2 separate regions of the Salmo salar genome follow, and region 2 is linked to region 1. The links are chromatin contacts, called in public Hi-C maps. All regions are on one chromosome and are shown on one strand. Each heading gives the region's core, a stretch centred on a gene start, on an enhancer-like site or on the middle of the called end of the contact. The rest is flanking DNA. Distances are from core to core; before and after follow the strand shown.

What was found. A called contact is a pair of places that touch in the nucleus more often than the background predicts.
Region 2: a contact with region 1 is called in a Hi-C map of gill, with 4 times the contacts expected there. The contact joins the promoter of LOC106565401 here to the promoter of LOC106565378 in region 1. A contact is called at or near these places in 2 of 3 Hi-C or Micro-C datasets (blood and gill).

What each region holds. Positions count from the first base shown.
Region 1 is chrssa12:59,426,437-59,429,454 of Ssal_v3.1, reverse strand. It overlaps LOC106565378 (golgin subfamily A member 7), which reads right to left and starts at 1,394. Exons shown (of 6, transcript XM_045691579.1): 1 at 967-1,394; 2 at 498-623. The coding sequence starts at 975.
Region 2 is chrssa12:60,234,189-60,237,206 of Ssal_v3.1, reverse strand. LOC106565401 (dnaJ homolog subfamily C member 14) reads left to right here and starts at 1,579. Exons shown (of 7, transcript XM_014132481.2): 1 at 1,579-1,898; 2 at 2,520-3,018. The coding sequence starts at 2,785.

The DNA.
Region 1 (3,018 bases), core at 145-2,644:
AAAGTAGACATCACGCAAAGCTCCTGCATGCCATCTCTAGCTGACACCTTTGTTAACAGGTATTGTTTCAATTCAAAACTTGCACAAGACAGTTCACAGAATTGTCCTTTTAAAGAAATGTAGCCAATGAATTAATTACTACATTTAGCTAACATTAGATATGGACTAACTATCTAGTATTTATAAAATAGTCAGACAGCACAGGCATCAGCTCTATAAAATAAATGTAATATACAAAACTGAAATATTTTATTAAAGTTGTGAATAAATTATGGTTAATAGGTGATAAGCAGTAATGGGCCATCTATACAATCATGTGACTTATTTATTGTTTTATTCTGTGTTACAGCATTCAACCCACAATGCATAGTGCATTTAATGTAAAAAAATAAATAATCCAAAAACCGTGATTATTTGTTTATAATCGAACCAAAACGACCTAAAAAAAAAAAACATTTTTAAAGCACATATCGCTCAGCGTTAGTGCGTTATCATACCCTGGACTCCAGCTCTGAGGGGAACTTGGTCTGGAACTTGCAGATTTTACCCGAGTTGTAGTCCCTCTGGACATACACTTTGGAGGCGACGGCTGCTTGTTGCTGCAGCTCCTGCAAGCTGTGCGTCTGGGTGGGGTAAAGCATGAATTAAGTGAGGAAAGCATGACTTGAAAAAACATCTCATTGGATTACTTGAATCCATCAGAATTCTAGTTATTGACTTAATGGGAAAAGCTAGCTAGCTAACGTTACATATCAATGCTTCAGACAGACTATGGGCCTTAAGTTTTTGGGAAACAGGGCCCTGGACAGGCAGAGAGCTTACTAACGTTAGCTAACGTACCTAGTTTGCTAGGCTAGTAGACCAAGCAACCAAATGGTGATATCTAATTTGGTCAGACACGGCTTATAATATAGTTGTAAATGTCTAAATACACACAGTTAAAACACAAATGTGAACGCAATTTACCTCCGCCATAGTGGACTGTGAGTGTTCCTTCCTCCAGCTAACTCACTACTGCCGCGTTCAAACCAACTGGGAACTCAGGAAAAACGAGCTCTGACTGGGAAAAATCGATCTGAATGGTCATTAAACTCGGAATTCCAACTCCGGAACAAGGGCTTATTTCTTGTGCCGCGTTCAAAACAACTGGGAACTCGAAAAAATACGCGGTCAAATCATGACGTCAGGGATTTTCAGGTCGGAAAGTCGGAGCTCAAGAAAAAGGCCCGAGTTCCCGAGTTGGAATTCCGAGTTCGATAACCGTTCAAATATAATTTTTTTTCTTCCGAGTTCCCAGTTGTTTAAAAAGCTCGGAAGTCTGATATTTTCGGGACCGAGTTCCGAACTCCCAGTTGGTTTGAACGCGGCATAAACTCCGACTTTCCGACCTGAAGAACACTGACGTCATGATTTGACCAGTATTTTTTAAAAGTTTCCAGTTGTTTTGAACGCTGCATAACACCGTTGTGAAGCGGGCAACAATAACTACGCACTTCCGGGTCACAGATTTTTGGAATCCTTCAGAATAAGAGTCTTTTCCTATATAGTTTCAAAAATAATAATTAGGGCGAAAATAAGAAATGTGCATCATTATCGATATATTTGATACTACTTATCATACAAATAATTATTTAAAGTATTTAAATAAGATATTATGTAATTTATTTGTTTATTTTTCCAAGCCTAAATGGTCAACAAAGTTTTTTATTCTTTGTGTACATTTATTGCACAGTACATAATTGCTTGTATGTTGTGTCACAGTAAAAGGGTGGTCCATTCTACTCAGGAGAAAAACATATTGATAAAACAGCAGCTAAAATGGGGAGAAGTCTGTCCATAATAAATCCTTACTGTACCTTCTAAACAGCACTATCAACAAAGCATGTCATACAGGTCCTAGTTTTGTCACGCCTGACTATAATCAGGTGCCACCAAGAGGGACTTAGAAAAATTGCAATTGGCTCAGAACAGGGCAGCACGGATGACCCTTGGATGTATACAGAGAGCTAACATCAATCTCTCCTGGCTCAAAGTGGAGGAGAGATTAACTTCATCAATACTTGTATTTGTGAGAGGTATTGACATGTTGAATGCACCGAGCTGTCTGTTTGAACTACTGTCACACAGCTCGAACGTTCTCTGAATAAACTGTACAAACCTATTGCATAAGCTGAGTCTTTGCCTAATTATTCTTAACCAGGGTGTCTTACAAACCTTGGGGATTAGTCAAAGCTTATTGATTGTTAGTTATTATCATTGGGATTGAAAATTCTCCTGACAGCGGCCCATGGATCCCTCCCCCATACTCCCGGCCTTCTGCCTGGTGGCGCCGGTAGTGTGGGAGCTGGACGCGGACATTGAGCAGGCGTTGTGTGCAGAGCCTGCTCCCCTCCAGTGTCCCGCTGGGCGTCTGTACGTTCCGTCTGCTGTCTGTGACCGGCTGATCTATTGGGCCCACACGTCACCCTCCTCTGGTCATCCAGGCATCGGTCGGACGGTGCGCTGTCTGAGTGGGAAGTACTGGTGGCCCACTTTGGCTAAGGACATGAGGGTTTATGTTTCCTCCTGCTCGGTGTGCGCCCAGTGTAAGGCTCCTAGGCACCTGCCCAGAGGTAAGCTACATCCCTTACCCGTTCCACAACGGCCATGGTCACACCTGTTGATCGATTTCCTGACCGATCTCCCCCTATCACAGGGAAACACCACGATCCTGGTTGTTGTGGATCGTTTCTCTAAGTCCTGGCGTCTCCTTCCTCTGCCCGGTCTCCCTACGGCCCTACAGACTGCGGAGGCCTTGTTTACGCACGTCAACCGGCACTACGGGGTACCTGAGGATATAGTGTTTGATCGGGGTCCCCAGTTCACGTCGAGGGTCTGGAGGGCGTTCATGGAACGTTTGGGGGTCTCGATCAGCCTTACCTTGGGTTTCCACCCCAAGAGTAACGGGCAGGTGGAGAGAGTTAACCAGGATGTGGGTAGGCTTCTGAGGTCTTACTGCCAGGACCGGCCGGGGGAGTG
Region 2 (3,018 bases), core at 330-2,829, 810 kb before region 1:
ACATTTTCCCTGACACCCAAAAGTACTCGTTACATTTGACTGCTTAGCAGGACATGAAAATGGTCCAATTCACACACTTATCAAGAGTACATCCCTACAGACTCTGACCGGTGGACTCACTAAACACAGATACTGTGTTTGTCTGAGTGTTGGAGTGTGCCCCTGGCTATCCTTAAATTAAAAATGACAATTGTTATGTCTGGTTTGCTTTATATAAGGAATTTGAAATGATTTATAATTGTACTTTTACCTGTAATACTTAAGTATATATTAGCAATTACATTTACTTTTGATACTTAAGTATATTTAAAACCACATACTTTTAGACTTTACTCAAGTAGTATTTTACTGCGTGACTTTCACTTTTACTTTAATCATTTTCTATTATGGTGTCTTTACTTTTACTCAAGTATGACAATAAGAGTACTTTTTCCACCACTGCTGGTTAGACATGATGACACCATGGGCAACACTAACTGGTGACTAGTTCTCTTTCAGACAAATATGTTCAACTCATAGTTAGTTTATCAACTGACCACCGTATTTAGGATAGAAACATTGCTGAAATGTAGCTAGCTAGGCAGTAGCCAAACTAGCCAACAAATCGTGGATTACCTATTATTTGATATATGTAGGTTAATTTACTCATATCAAGCAACAGACAGTTTGTGGAAAGGTACAAATAACAATTAGTGTACTCGTTTAATGAATGATCGGACAGTGAAACTTAAATTGATCGATAGCTAGCTGGTGAAGCTTTCATTTATTCCCAATTAATTAAACTGAAGCTAGGTTTCCCAAATCATGTTTACTGCTCATGCAGGCGAGCTTCTGTGTGGCGTCACACATCAAGAAGTCTCAACCTATCCTCCCGACGCAACTCATGAATATTACTCAAATCTGTCAAGTGATTGGTTGAGCCTTCTTGGGTGCGTGACCTCACTCTCATTTCTCTCATCCTTATAGTTTTGCACTTCCTAAAATATATGCTCATTAGGAGTCAATGCATATTATAGCGATCAGCTATGTTTATTTTACTGTAATACAATGTACAGACATTTGTGTAAGGTGCAATGTGTATGTCCAATATGAAATTAGCAGTGACGATGCTGGGGGTGTAAACTCTGTGGAGTTGCTCCTGAGTAGAATGGTGCCCTTTTACTGGGACACAACATACAGGGTTTGGCCCGGTGTAGGCTGTCATTGTAAACAATAATTTCTTAACTGACTTGCCTAGTTAAATAAAGGTACAAAAAAAAAGTGATTTGTAGATCAGTCAGTCGAACAAACCCAATATCTGTGGGGCTTCTCATGGCAAAATTATTTAGCTGAGTCTATCTTTAACAATGTTGTCAATGTAACATTATTTGCTTTAAGGAACTATTTTCATTTTTTTGTTTTGTTTGATTGTTAAACTAAATTCTAAGTCTGTTAACAATTACAAATAAAATTTTACGAATATCGACCAGTGTATTATTTTTTACCATCGTCATTGGCTGACTTTTATTTTGAAGGGAAATGGCCGAGGTCACGGCACGGCCTTATTCTTGCTAGGTCTTGCTTATTCTTTCTCGCGTCTCAGTAGTGGTTTATGTGAGGTGTCTGCTGCCCTCGGAAGTGAAAAATAGTAAGACAAACAGCAAGGACAGCGTTAGCCAAGAACAAGATAATAAAAAATACATCATATCTGCATAAGCAGAACGAAAACACTCTCCTAATACAGGATAAGATTAGTTTCATACACAATTCAATAACTACATTTTCTTTCTACGACCAGAATTTCTGTTTGCCATATTTGGTCAATTTGAGGAGCAAAGCTAACGTTACAGGGCTCGAGTTAGCCACTTCGAAAGGAAGACTACATTTTATCATCTTCCCTTCCTTTACGGAAGAGAAAAGTGAGTTGCGCTGGCTGTCATCTTTCCCAATGTTATTTCAGTCAGTGTAAACATTAAAATAGCTCAAATAATATTATCAATAATCCGCCGTTAAGATTATTTAAATTGCATTAGCTACAGTAGCTAGTTAGCTAAACACGAGCAACTAATAATGTTAGCTAGCTGTTAGTCTTGAGACAGTTGGTCATTTTGCTCGCGACGTTGGCGACATAGCTAATTTGCTAGAACCGAAGATTGCCCCCATTATTCTCTGGAATATTCCATCCTAGTCAGTTATGGTTTTAGAAAGTCATTATATTTCTAGCTAGTGCAACTACTGACAACCAGATAGCTATAGAGTTTGGTTTATATTTTCAAAATGTCGGCGCTGTGAAGCAGCTCGTTGAGTGCTGCGGTCATGCAGCGTGCTATGGAGAATATTGATCAAGGCACACTACAGTAGAAAACATAATTGATAATAACATGTCATTACTTTGACAATAACAATGATGCATGCAGATACTCCATATCCCATTTAATGTCATTTCTTAGTGAGCTTTGCCTTTATATTAGACCCTTTGTTCTAGTGCAAATAAAGGGAAAGTGATACGGCTAATGTTTAAACTTGCTTTCTTTTCACAGGCAATAACCAGATACAAGATGAGGCTAGTCGTGCCCAAGGATTGTAATGATTGATCCGTGATCCAATGCCTTCAAAGTTTCTGTATTGGATAGACTACCGTGGACAATGGCGCCTGCCATTCCAGTATTATTCAGCTGTCCTTATCTGACACTTCAGCCCTGTCAGTGTCAGAGAAGGTGCTGTCAGTGAGAATGGGTCAAGGTCCCTACCTGCCGTGAGATTGGAGACTTTTTTTGGCACTTTAATCAAGAGACAGGGCGGAAGATGGAGAAAGGGGTGGCTGAGAGCGAGATGGAGGAAGAGACATGGACTGTAGAGGCAGCTGAGGAGAGCCCTGAAGAGCTGCCCTCAGGTGTTCCTACCCTCTTGTCTTCCACCTCCATGCCTGACCAGTGGGAAGTCAGAGGAGATGAGGAAAGTCATCAACCAGTTCCCAAAGAGGACATGACAGACTATCTCAAAGCTACCCCTCAGGATATCCCAACTCCAATCAACCAG